Regions from separate parts of the Sus scrofa genome. Here regions 2, 3 and 4 are each linked to region 1. Evidence: chromatin contacts called from public Hi-C and HiChIP or PLAC-seq data. All regions are on one chromosome and are shown on one strand. Each heading gives the region's core, a stretch centred on a gene start, on an enhancer-like site or on the middle of the called end of the contact. The rest is flanking DNA. Distances are from core to core; before and after follow the strand shown.

What was found. Hi-C and Micro-C count contacts between places; a contact is called where the count stands out from the background. HiChIP or PLAC-seq counts read pairs in DNA pulled down with a chosen protein or histone mark.
Region 2: a contact with region 1 is called in a Hi-C map of skeletal muscle, with 5 times the contacts expected there. The contact joins two enhancer-like sites. A contact is called at or near these places in 1 of 47 Hi-C or Micro-C datasets (skeletal muscle) and 2 of 2 datasets of contacts at active chromatin or transcription factors (alveolar macrophages and skeletal muscle).
Region 3: an H3K27ac HiChIP or PLAC-seq map of skeletal muscle shows a contact between it and region 1. The contact joins two enhancer-like sites. A contact is called at or near these places in 1 of 5 promoter capture datasets (liver) and 2 of 2 datasets of contacts at active chromatin or transcription factors (alveolar macrophages and skeletal muscle).
Region 4: a contact with region 1 is called in an H3K27ac HiChIP or PLAC-seq map of skeletal muscle. The contact joins two enhancer-like sites. A contact is called at or near these places in 1 of 47 Hi-C or Micro-C datasets (embryonic fibroblasts) and 2 of 2 datasets of contacts at active chromatin or transcription factors (alveolar macrophages and skeletal muscle).

What each region holds. Positions count from the first base shown.
Region 1 is chr13:125,554,304-125,557,515 of Sscrofa11.1, forward strand. LOC106508361 (a long non-coding RNA gene) reads left to right here. Exons shown (of 2, transcript XR_001304512.2): 1 at 1-150; 2 at 429-632. It overlaps LOC110256388 (a long non-coding RNA gene), which reads right to left. Exons shown (of 2, transcript XR_002337801.1): 2 at 1,895-3,212. Among named protein-coding and RNA genes, the nearest start is that of BCL6, 170 kb to the left of the region's middle. Within about 2 kb of position 1,553, at least 3 of the 83 cell types and tissues checked have an H3K27ac peak or open chromatin away from gene starts, as enhancers often do. A contact at or near this core is called in skeletal muscle, where this site is marked.
Region 2 is chr13:125,807,451-125,810,662 of Sscrofa11.1, forward strand. All of the region lies in intron 1 of LPP (lipoma-preferred partner), which reads left to right. Among named protein-coding and RNA genes, the nearest start is that of LPP, 27 kb to the left of the region's middle. Within about 2 kb of position 1,746, at least 13 of the 83 cell types and tissues checked have an H3K27ac peak or open chromatin away from gene starts, as enhancers often do. A contact at or near this core is called in skeletal muscle, where this site is marked.
Region 3 is chr13:125,734,646-125,737,857 of Sscrofa11.1, forward strand. No RefSeq gene overlaps it. Among named protein-coding and RNA genes, the nearest start is that of LPP, 46 kb to the right of the region's middle. Within about 2 kb of position 1,721, at least 5 of the 83 cell types and tissues checked have an H3K27ac peak or open chromatin away from gene starts, as enhancers often do. A contact at or near this core is called in skeletal muscle, where this site is marked.
Region 4 is chr13:125,682,558-125,685,769 of Sscrofa11.1, forward strand. No RefSeq gene overlaps it. Among named protein-coding and RNA genes, the nearest start is that of LPP, 98 kb to the right of the region's middle. Within about 2 kb of position 1,439, at least 46 of the 83 cell types and tissues checked have an H3K27ac peak or open chromatin away from gene starts, as enhancers often do. A contact at or near this core is called in skeletal muscle, where this site is marked.

The DNA.
Region 1 (3,212 bases), core at 303-2,802:
CCTAATCCTGGGGTACCAAGAAATCTTGGTCGGCCTCTCACAATCACTTGTCCATTTTCAGTGTGACCAGAGAGAAGAAAAAAAAAAAAAGAAAAACCCACAGCTGGATCCAGGAGCACAAACCTCTCTCCACTATTTGCCACAGAGATGGTAAGTGAGAAATATTATCTCAACTGAAAGGACAACATGTCCATAATCATTCAATACAACTGGCACAGTGACAATTATTTTTTTAATGTAGAAATTCTGCTTGGTTCAAGTAAAGAAATGTTTGAGAGAAAGTTCAAGTTTTGAAACTGCTAATGCCTTCCTGCGATGGTGTGTGGGACTCGGTGGGGGTGGGGAACAGTAAGCCAGACAGTTCATCTTAGGGGTAACCTCTTTGGTTTATGTAAAATAAATGACTCATATCAAATTCATTTTTGTAGGCTGCCATGCCTGAAGGAGGACCAAGCCATGCTCAAAAGAGATTGAGTCCTTCTTACAATTAATCAGCTACACCCCTGTGTTGTATGTCTTGATGTCTAATTTCCAGAGGAAAGATTGTTGTCAAACCAAATAAATGACGATGCTTTTGGAAAAGAAAAAAAAAAAAAAAAAAGCAATCAAAAGGAAAACCCACCTCTCCTCAATGTAAAGATGTCGATATGAACTCACCTATTGTTTGTATTTCACACCCACAGTCTTGATGCCTATTATCTCTGAAATTATATCAGTTTCCAAAAATCACTTGAAACACTCCTACACCTGGAGCTTTTGATAAACAGTCCAGCTCCTACAGAGAGAAGCACTTTTTGTGTGTGCATGCATGTGTGCGTGTGTGTGTGTGTGTGTGTGTGTGTGTGTGTGTGTGTTAGAGGTTGAAAGACAGAGAAAGACAAGTTGGGGGAGATGGAGAAAGTGACAGTACAGTTGTGAGTTGCACCCTAGACACCTGCGAAGACCAGAGGGGCTTTACTGTAACCTAGAAGAAAGTCAATGGGTACGGGGCTTCCCTCCATGGATCTCGCTCTTGAGACTGTAAGAAACTTTGAGGGTAATTTTACTCTGATGCTAAGAATAAAAATAATGATTAATGTTTTTGAGCACTTACAATGTTCCAGGAACTTTTCTAAGAGCTTTAATACATATGAAATCACATATTACTCACAAGTCTATGAGGCTGATACTATTATTATCACATTCTATAGATGAAAGGAAAAAAAAAAAAGAATCACAAAGAGGCAAGCTCCCCCATCTCTGGCTTATTGACACTGAATTAAAATCTTGCTGATCCCCATCAAGACTGAGGATGCCACTCTCTCTGGGAAGCACCGTCAGGGAAACAGAATGTTACCCTCCTCTGAAGCCCCAAGATTTCTCCTGGTGTTGAAGCCACTGCCTTAAACTACAGTGATCCCGGGAGTTTCGTCGTGGCTCAGCAGGTTACCAACCCCACTAGTATCCATGAGGATGAAGGTGTGATCTCTGGCCTCGCTCAATGGGTTAAAGGAACCGGCATTGCCGTGAGCTGTGATGTAGGTCACAGACAAGTCTCGGATCCCGAGTTGCTGTGGTTGTGCTGTAGGCTGGCAGCTGTAGCTCCAATTCGACCCCTAGTCTGGGAACTTCATATGCCACAGGTACGGCCCTGAAAAGCAAAACAAACAAAAACCTAATGATCTGGGCACCTGCCAAATCATCTCTGGAAGAGTTTAAGTTTTTTAGGATCAGGGTAGTATTAATATTATGGCTGTTTTCCCACAGCCATAGCAAACTGCCTGGCACTACACAGGCACTTAAGAAATACTAGCTGAATAAGTAGATGGAGAGACTCAAGTTTCAGACCCAAGTTCTCACAGTCATGTTAGAAAAATCAATACACAGCCAGCTCTCCAGAGTCAAAGCTATCTGTGACTTTTAAAATAAAACACCTCATTTATTTTTAGCCCTGTAGGGTTTTCCTCTGAATTCATTTTCACTTCTTAGATGCTTACAGTGGGTGCCCTGTCCATTTGGCCTGGGAAGTAGGTTTCAAAAGAAATACTGTAATGCAAGAGAGAAAACTTAAATCATGTCAAGTTCTGAAGTTTGTTGTGCCCCCATTGCTAATCCTGAAGTTAATTTCACCCAGGTTAAACTGACATCGTTCTTAGCTTTCAAGGAGCTCCTCATCATTTTAGAAATAGAGCAGAACTCCATTGAGAACAGAGCCTCATCCCCAAAGCATATCAGGATGATAGAGAAAACCTGAGATGTAGCAAGATGCCTCTGATAAAAGCATAATCTTATAAGAACCTCCTTAAAATAGACAATCCACCAAAACTCACCCAATTTAACCCTCTCATTTGGGGATAATGTGGCTCAGAGAGAAGAAATGAGTTGCCAAAGGTGACAAATCAGTTTTAAAAAAGAAGTGAGGATAGACTTGGGGCAGGGAACTCCTAGGTGAGAGTCTTGCCTTTTATATTTTGCTAGCCTTCATGACTGGGTTACAAGTCAGTGATACCTAAAATAAAGCCAATTACATTTGAGGCAAAAGTTTGACGTGGGTTTGAGAAAGTCCTTAGCTCAAGCAAGAGTTAAGGGCCGGGATGACGGGGTGGAGGGTGAGGGATCTCTATTTTTGACCACATGCTAAACATTTGTACCTACTAAGCATAGCAGGATAAATTAGTTGGTTGGCGTCAAAGGACCGTGAGTCACTGTTCTAACCAGCAATAAATCCAGTTGCTGGCACAGAAGGGATCAAATGCAAAATGACAGCTGAGATGGGAGCATACTGGCCTCCCTCCATCCATGGTTCTTCTGTCCCTGTCCATGCTGGTGGAAAATGTTACATTGCCTCACAGTGACGTTGAGGCTTTTAGAGTAGTTACGATCTCATAATATTGCTGGTGGCTAAAAAGCCAGCAGAAGTGAGTATGTCTGTGCAGATGACAATGACAAGTGGGTGAAGTCCCAGCCTTGATCCTGACTCAGTACCTGATTTTGGATGTGCCATATTCCTCTGTAGGCTGCGTTTCCCCCCATCTGAATATTGAAGGTGTGGGCCAGAGAATGTGAGGGTTCTGTCCACTTCCTGGATTCAGTGAGTCTAGGAATGCATTGACTCCTCCTTTCCTTAGAGTGGTTCTGTGAGTCCTCAGGCGAGCAGCCGCTCAGAAACATGTCAGTTCAGCTAATAGCTTGACGTCAAGAATTACTTTTACTCCAACCCTTGTGGCCATTTG
Region 2 (3,212 bases), core at 496-2,995, 250 kb after region 1:
GAAGATAAAGTCTCCTAGAAGCCTCAGTTTCCTTATCTGTAAAATGGGAGTAGCAGTGGTGATTATGTTGATGTCCCCCATTCTTTCTGGATTAAGGGTGAAAGTACTTGTCTGTGGGAAGGTGCTTCATGGTTACAAAATACTGGAGAAGAGCATGGTGTTCATGCTATAGGAGAGTACCAAAGAGCTGTAGAAGCATGAGAGATGGGGAGATGAAGCAGCCACAGGACTCTGAAAAGTCATCCCAGGGAGAAGACAGGGATGCTGAGATGGTGGGACCTATGTGATGACTGTGTAGGGTTTAGGAGTCCACAAAAACATTGCCTGGGCTGATCCAGAGCACAATCTTCCCTTCTTCTCCATGGAGCTTTTGGCATGGGTGGGCCCAGGGGCTCTGTTTGGGTGGCCACTGTAGCACCCTTGATTCACATGGGTGAGAAGAGTTAGGCTCTTGCGGCCTAACTAGGAGGGAGTGTTGGAGGAGGATGGTGCTTCTGGGATGTCCAGGCTGTCTGGGTGCTTTACAGCCAATCTGTGTTTGGATCAGGTTCCCCTCATGCTATACCCCAGTTAGGCTGCCCCGCCCCATGTCTTCTTTTCTCCACACATCTTGATTGGTCCCCCTCTTCTCTGCTGCCTTGGGACTACTCCAAGCAACCAGGCCGCTTGCTGCCTACTACTTTATTTTCCAAGGTCTCTGAATCTCCCTTTCTTCAGATCTTCACTCAGAGCAGTATGGTATCATTTTCCCAATGTTTGTCTTCTGCCCACTGCATCAAACTTTTCTTCCTTGGTTGGAATTAAATCCTGAGTGATCACTTACCTCTTTGCTTCCCTCAACTGTGGGTCTCACTGATGGTGAGTCAGAGCGAGAATCCATCAGGCGTTTTCTTGGTGCAAAAGGAGAGTCATAGCCGACTTATGGAGTTGACTCTGTGTCCGTTGTCTGCCATTCTCAGAACAGGGCGGGGAAGGTGAATAAAGTACCCTTTCGGCCGTCTGGGGCCTTGTGGTCAACACAGGAAACAGACATGCAAACCAGATTGAGGCATGGGTGAAGCAGTGCCGTGTCGCTGGGTGTGTGTATAAGCAGAGGAAGCATCCTGGCAGCAGGGTGATGGAGAGAGCCTGTCAGGTTTCCACAGTGATGGCCCTGTGGACATGGAGACATGTTTGGCCATCAAGAAAGAAAAAGACGTTTTGAGAACGTTGATGTGGGCCCTGTAGAGCCAATCCTCCACATTCCCTGTTGATCGTTGAAGCCTGCTCACCCCCAGGGCTTTTGAATTTGGTTGGAAGGCTGTGCTGAATCTTCCTCAGTGACCCTCTTTTGCCTTCCCTTCATCTCTGGCTCATCCTTGAACCTCTGACAGATGGCCCTCCACGTAGCCCTGTGAGCTCCTCCCTGGCTCCTACCCCAGCCCTGCAGCACATTTCCTGTTTCGGGCCTCAGGGCCCCTGGAGGCCTGGCAGTCTGGCCAAACCTGTCTCTCTCCCCTGGTTTCCCTTGTGATTCTGGAGCCCTTGTCCTTCTAGAGTGCCTGTATCTGCTACACATTTGTTTGCCCAACTCATGCTCTGCACTTCTAGATTCCTCCCCTGCTCAGATTTCCATTTAAAGCCACTGTGAACAGGTCTGAGTGTCCACTGCCAGCACCATTCCCGGTTTACTGGAACCCCATTTCTCTTCCTGCTGGGAAGCCACCCTTGACTGCAACTTGAGCAGGGCCTCTCTGCAGCCTTTTTTTTTCCTCCAAGAGCATGACCTCTGGCTGGAGAAGGGATCATCTGGCCCTGTCTTAGCTCATCCTCCATGTGTGAGGCTTTTTTCCTCTAACTCCTCGTCCACTCAACCTCCTGCCTTAGGTCTACTGAACAGAATGGCACCTGCAGGCCTGTTCTTTTTCCTGGCATCTGTGCCTAACACTCAGAAGTAACTTGTGAAAAAACAGGGATGCTTCGTTGGGTCTACTTTTAGAAGGACGTCAGAATGGCCTCTGGCAATGCCTGGGGGCGGTAAGAAAGTGTTGGTTTGATTTTCCAGTTAATTTTATTTCTAGGCATAAATACATGCATGGCCTTGTTCGGAGAAAACGAATCGTTTTGTGAGTGGAACTGAGTGGAAGACCCTTACCTACCAGTTTTCTTCCTGCTCTGCTTGAGCTTCTGCGATTCCCGGCTCTGCTTCAGGGCAAGCATTTCTCCAGCTTCCCTGGGGGCTTCCTGCCCTCTCACTCACCATCTCCCCTGGCCTTTGGGTAAAATCTTTCCCTGGGCACACCTCCACCCTGCCATCATCTGACCTTGCCTTGGTTCTAGGAATGTCTCCTGCCACCCCCTGCCTGCCTCACTCTCTGCTTCAGCTAATGAGAGTGTTACTGGTCACACTGTCTCGCACGCCTGTATGTCTTCACATGTGCTTTCTTCTTGGCCCTGGGCCCTTTGTTTCTATCTGGTGAACACCTGCTCATCCCTCAAAATGTAGCACAGATGTCTCCTCCTCTCCAACCTCCTCTCAATCCCTCAGGAAGAACTGAAAGCAAAAAACAAATGCAAATTTTCTAAGTATTGCTCTCAGAGTAGTACATACTCATAATAAAATATTTCAAATATACAGAACCAAATAAAGAAGGAAATGAGACTCACCTGTAAATCCACAATTTAGATACAAACACTGTTTGTTTCTAATATTCTTGAGTAATTCATTACATTTTTGTGCATTTGCGTTCTTCTGACATGTTGTCTTACAGTATATACAGTTTTGTGTACTACCCTTTCACCAAAAAATAAAGCATGAACATGGCATTAGGAATTCCTAATATATGTTATTTTTGATGACTGGATATTATTCCATCATAAGAATATGCTGTAATTTTTAATTTTTTTTGATAGCTGACATTTGAGTTTCTAGTTTTTCATCATTGTAAATAGCACTGTGATGAACATCCTTTTTATCAATTCTTTATCTACACCTCCGATTATTTTCCAAGATAGATTAGTGAGACATCAGATTGCTTGCTCAAGGTACAAAAACTTTTTTTTACTGTTAATTTCAAAGTAATCCATGGTCACTGGAGAAAATTAGGAACATTACGGAAAAACACAGAGAAGTAAATGAAAAACTGCAAGTAGCCACTTGCAACAACCAATGTGAAATTTAAGTATAATTGGCTCTCTGCATCTCTTTATCTTTCTAGCCCAGGGATCAACAA
Region 3 (3,212 bases), core at 471-2,970, 180 kb after region 1:
ACTCTTCTAATTAAAATAATATATGGTTCTTTCATGAGAGTAACCAGTTAGATCTAGAGAAAAAAAAAAAAAAAGAAGAAGAAGATAGGCTAAATAGGGTAGTAGGATAATAAGGACAGGGGTCTGGGGAGATGGGGGGTAGAGAGGGTAGTGGGGAGAATTTGGGCATTGATGGAATTCTGAGACCATAGCCTACTTTTTCACCTCACATTCCCCAAGAGGAAACTGAGGCCAGGTGGTTAAGGTTTAAACTTTGTGACTTTTTGACCCAGGAAGTTTTGAGAATCATAATAAGGAAATGATTATAGCATGCTGTGAGCTCTTCAGAGACAAGCAGTATTTAAATACAAGGTATTATTACCTCCATAGAGCTCTTTTGATTACCACTGTGCTTGAAAATGTGGGCAAACCACTTTTATTTTTCAAAACTCAGGTGTGTTTTTTCTTTTTTTAAAAAAAAAAAAAAGTTCACATGTACAGTACCTACCCTATCCCCATTATAAGTTAATTCTCGCTGCCTTGTCGCAGGATAATTTAAATGTTCAAAGGTATATTATATTAATTTTATCAGCTAAATTGGCTGTCCCACATTTAAGACATCTATTCCTTCCAGCTCACTCTTCTCCCACTATTTGAAGGACTGTTACATTAACAGTGAAACAATATTATACTGGGATTTTAAATGTCAGGACCTAATATCATTCAACAGATGTACTAGAGAGGAACATAGCACTCATAGACTCTGAATAAATCAGATTAGCCCTGAAATATTTGGCTCCTTGATACAGGGCCTGCAGTTAAACCTTAGAAGTCAACCCCACAAAATTCAGACTGTTCTTCTTTCAGAACTGAGGGACCTGAATGTTTAGTTTCTACAGTGCTCTCGGACTTTAGGTCAGAGTGTGGGGGTTCCCGTTGTGGTTCAGTGGGATAAGAACCCGTGAGGATATGGGTTCAATCCCTGACCTCAACAAGTGGGTTAAGGATCCAGCATTGCCATGAGCTGCTGTGTAGTTCTCGGATGTCACTCTGATCCAACAACGTTGCTGTGGATGTGGCATGAGCTGGCAGCTGAAGCTTCAACTTGACCCTAGCCTGGGAACTTCCATATGCCACAGGTGGAGCCCTTAAAAAAAAAAAAAAAAAAAAAATCAGCAGTGTAGTTCAAGCCCTGATTTTATTGTGCATGAGCAAATTGACTTTGGTAAATCATTTCACTTCTCTGGTCCTGCTTTCTCTCTGTAAACTGGGGTCGTCTCCCCACCTTGCCTACTTCACAAGGCTGCTCTAAGGATCAAAATGATGTGATGTGGAAAGCCCCATCGGGTCCTGCTGCTTACTAGCTGTGTGACCTTAAATAAGTTGCTTTTCTACTCTGAACCTCAGGTTTCTCATCAGAGGAAAGAGGTTCTTGATGGTACTTTTCTCAGAGGGTTGTTTTGAGGAGTTTAAAGCCTCACCCATGTGAAGGCTCGGTCCATGTGGGCACTTATTAAAAAGCTGTAACACTCCATGTGCCTAAAGGGTTACTGTTGTTTCTCCCTAGTTCTGCTTTCAGTGCACGGCAGACCTAAAGATAACCCTATATCTATTGTCTCGGAACCGCCTGGGTGCTCTTACTCAAAGGAAAGGAAAAAGGAAATACACTGTGGCCCAGAATGGGATTCCAGAGAAATCCAAAATGAGCTGTGGTCTAAAAGCGACTTCTCTCCAAGCCTATTTTTAACCAGCTGTGAACTTCTCTAATACGCAAAGAGTGATGCTGGGCTCCCTGAATAACTCCACTGAGGAGCTGCAGCCCACTTCTGCTACTATGTGAATTTATGGAGTTCTGGTCTCACACTTCATTAATGAAATACACGGTGGTGCTGAGACAGGGGGCCAGACACCTATAACTCTTGTCCCAACCTCCCCGTTATAAATCTCCGTGCCTCATTCACTGAAGTGGAACAACTGAAGGGCTGTTAGCACCTGCTCCTTTGTAGTGTGGGCTCTCTCCTTTTCAGGCTGTTTGCAACAGACAGCTTTATTAAGAGATCACCATTCAAAAGTCTAGGCCCAGGAGTTCCCATCGTGGCGCAGTGGTTAATGAATCACACTAGGAACTGTGAGGTTGCAGGTTCGATCCCTGGCCTTGCTCAGCGTGTTAAGGATCCGGCATTGCCGTGAGCTGTGGTATAGTTTGCAGACGCGGCTCAGATTCCTCGTTGCTGTGGCTGTGGCATAGGCCGGCAGCTTCTGGTCTGATTAGACCCCTAGCCTGGGAACCTCCATATGCCTTGGGAAGCAGCCCTAGAAAAGGCAAAAAGACAAAAAAAAAAAAAAAGTCTAGGCCCAAAGTACAGGCCCAACTTTGTTAAGAATGCTATCAGTTGCAAGTAGCAGAAAACCCAACTACACCAACTTAAACAAATGGAAATTTCTTTTTCTCACACAAAATATACACAAGAAGATGACTGCTGGTGCTAGCTGAGAGGGACCATAAAATCATCACAATTCTATTAAGTTGAAATTCCCTGCGCTTTTCCTCATGGTTACATTCTGGCGGCAGCAGCTACAATCATCATATACATATTTCAGTGAACATAAAGGTGGAGAGAAAAACTGCGGTATCAATATCAGGGAGTCAAAATATTTCTGGACCCCTGCAGCAATTTTACTCTTTTTACCTTTTTACTCTTTTCACCTCAATGGCTCAAGAACTTGTCAAATGGCCACTCTTTCTTCGAAGGGGATTAGGAATAAAAGAGTGATTGCCTAAGAGTGTCTGGCAGTACACACCCAGTAAAGGGCTGCTATTTGAAGGAACAAAAGTAAATCATTGAATGATGACTAAAGAAACAGATGAGTGAGCATTGGACACAGAGGCCTATCCTGAGATTGATTCAGCTCACTTATCATTTTTTCTAATCCCCTATCCAGGTGTCACCCATTCGCATCCCTTTGATAGCTCTCCAAAGTCCCATAATACCATATTTCCTCCTATACTTAACTTACTACTCAATTATCTATTTTTTTGACTAGTATTTAAGCCCTTTAGTGGCAAAGTGTGCATCTTATTCACCACTGGCACAATTCCTAGAACATGCTAGTTAATGTGTAAATAATTGTTGTTGTATTGAGTATGCTCTCAAAAAAAATTTTTCCAGAAAACATTAAAAGACTTATGACTTAGCACACACATACACATATACTTTTTTAATTTTCTTTTT
Region 4 (3,212 bases), core at 189-2,688, 130 kb after region 1:
AGCTGCGATTCAGCCCTAGCTGGGGGACCTCCATATGCCACATGTGCAGCCCTAAAAAGAATAATAATAATAGTAAAATATCACTTCCTGAACTCCAAGCCTTTCTGCACCCCAAATGTCTCCCCTCACCCCTGGCCTTCAATGAACACTGCTCTGGTCACCTATTCAAGAGGAATTTCCCTTTCTCTCAACTCTAAGAACATTTTCCCCATGATTTTCTCAGGGCTCCTAACTTTCTCCTTCGCATTTTGTTCACTGTGTGACTCTCATGGCTCGGCTTTGGACAATACCCTCGAGGTGGTGCCTTGGTGGGTGACACACAGGGTCACCTGTAGATGCAAAGGAACTGGCTTGAGGGACTGAGTTCATGGTCACGGGGAGAGCACAGGCGGCTGAAAGTTCTGCCAAGTTTGCTTTAGGTGGAGAGCTGGGCTGGCTGACCTGTTTCCTGGTAGCTCCAGGGTTTCATGCGTCTGTGCGTCTGCGAATAAGCAAAGTGAAAGGCCACACTAAGCATCTCTTCTGCTCCTAGCCCGTCTCAGGTTTAGGGAGATCTCTTAGGGATCAGTGCTTTAAATCACCCCTCACGGCTGCAGAGCTGCGCCGCTTCCAGGAGCTGAGGAATGCTGACCTGACCATGGTTTCCCTAGGAGCCTTCTCTGTTGCTCTACTGGCCAGCAGTGTTTTTCCTCTGCACCCTCCGAAGTCTCCCAGGCCCTCTGGCCTGCTGGGCACTGGTAAGGAGTCTGGAGAGAGTCGCCCTGCTCCTAGGAGTGCGCCAGTGCCAGTGGCCCGGCCCCCTCGGCACCAGCACCAGGCTTCTTTCTGCCCACTTTCTGCCTTTCTGCAACGACAGAACTCAGCGCTGGGAGTTCTGTGGTCACAAGGAGGAGACAACTGGGTGCAGGGCAGGGACGAAAGGCACAGAGCCATCCCTCCCCTCGCACACCCTGCAGAGACGGGAGAGGGAATTTGACTTGAGCCTGTTTTCGGGGTTATTCGGCATCAAACAGCATGGAGGCCTGAAATCTGGCCAAGGCTTTGTTTTGTTTTGTTTTTTTCCTTTCCTCCAATCAGCCCAGGGCACTGGGGAGTGGAGGGCACGGAGGGGGTGGGGGCTGCTCCCAGGCTGGGGCTGAGAGGGATTGCTGAGCCTGCAGAAGTGGCCCATTGAGAGCTCTGGCTCACAACAGAGGGGCGGGTGGCACCCCGGCCTACCCCCACAAGGGCAGCTCTGTCCTGTGGGCACAGGGCTCCATCCCAGCCCCACTGGCTGGGAGAGAACAACATTTCCTTATAAGGCCCCGACCGCCTTGCCAAGGCTGGATGCTCCGACAGACTGTAGCTTTCCATTCTCCTCGCAGGCTCCAGTGCAGGCCTTGAATGTAGCCCTTGTTGTCAGGCCCCTCCTCTCCTCCATGGCCCCCACCCCACCCGCTTCCATTCCCGGCCAGGGCCAGCCCTACCGAGCAGGATAAACAGCCCAGAGGCCTCTCCCACGCAGGGCCTGCCTGGTTCAGGCCTGCTGGAGGCAGCACAGGGTAGCAGGAAGAGCCACAGGACACTGGTCCAGCCGGCCCTGCAATTGCTTTCCCCGTGCCTGTGACTTCAGCAAAGGTTCAGACTTCTGTGAACCTGTCTCCTCATCTAGAAAGCTCAGATCTCATTGCCACAGGGTCCAAATTCTTTGCATTGCATTCAAGGCCCTTCCCCACCAGGCTACCTTCACAGCCGCAACTCTCCTTGCTACCCAACCCCCCCAGCCAGGTTCCCCAGACTCCTCTTCTCTTCCCCACCAGGCTTTTTCGGAGTTGTCTAGACTTCAAACAGGTGGAATGACCCCCAACCCCCCACCCCATTAAATGCCTGGGGAACTCCACTCCCCAGGGCAGGGCCCACTCCCCACTAAGTGTGCCTTCTTCCCCCCCCAAGGAAAAGTGAAGCATTTCTTTCTCTTCTCCCTTCCACATTTGCATGCACTTCTCTTAGAACCTTTCAATTTTGCAATTGCAATATGTTTACATGCCTTTTCCTTTATCAGATGATGAGCTTCCTGAGGCTCAAATGGAGCCTCTTTGTATTCCTGGTATATCCCTGTACCAGGTACCCAATCGCTGCTTCATGAAAGGTCATCATGAAAATATCTATATGTGCAGTGCTGGGCAAGCTCTAAAGAGACAACTGATGCACAAATATCTTGTCAACTGTAAAGTGCTGTGCACCTGTGAAGCGTAACATCTGTGTCGTGCTGCCCTCTACCCCAGTTATGCCATTATGACCCCTTTTTCTATCTGCCCAGTTCTGGATCCTGAATTCTGAGCTTACTGCAAGCCCTCAGATGTTTAACTATCTAAGATAGTACTGGTCCTTAATGCTGGTGTTGGGGACTAAAGGGGTTTCTGGGAGTTAGCCAATCATTTCCATACTGCCTTCCATGAAGAGGTCACACAGCAACACAAATGGAGTAAATGAAGGGGCTCTAAGTCCTCAGCCCCCTGTACTTTTACATTTATACATCCTAGGTTCCCACAGCATTCTCAGGAAAAAATAATAAATATTAATAATAATAATACAATGGCTTTCAAAGTTAGAAGCACATTGATAAATCCAAGCCCAACATGTGACAGTTGAAGCAACTGAGCTTCAACTAACAGAAAAGTGGTTTTCCTAACATCACACGAGTCACACACAGAATCAGGAAAAACCTGGGGTCCCTAACTCTTGCCCACTAAAGCCTTGCCCGAAATTGTTGCCTGCTTAGGGCTGAGTAAGGATGGAGGTAGCTGCAGGTCCTATCAAGCTGAGTTCTTCTGGGTTTGGGATGTGTCCAGCTCCAAATTACGAATTCCAGTTTCCACTAGAACAAATCTTTCTGAAATAAGGATTCTGCAAATTATCAGGTCAGTGATTTGCAAACACAGCACAGCTAAGTACTGTAATAAGAATCTATTCCTTACCATCCTAGCAACAATTTTAAAGACAAAAATCTTATCCCAGGATGCAATGCCTTTTTTCCTATCCATGTACTCATTTTCTCAGAGATAATGATGACAGTACAAAGCCCACAGTTAATCATGAACCACATTCTAATACTACTATTTGCAACAGAGCCAAAATTAAGTTTTTGGTGGGTCTGCCTTCAGCTGCATCCAAGAGGATTTAGTTACTTGAACACCAAAAAATCTCATTATACTGAGGTTTCTTCTAGGAGA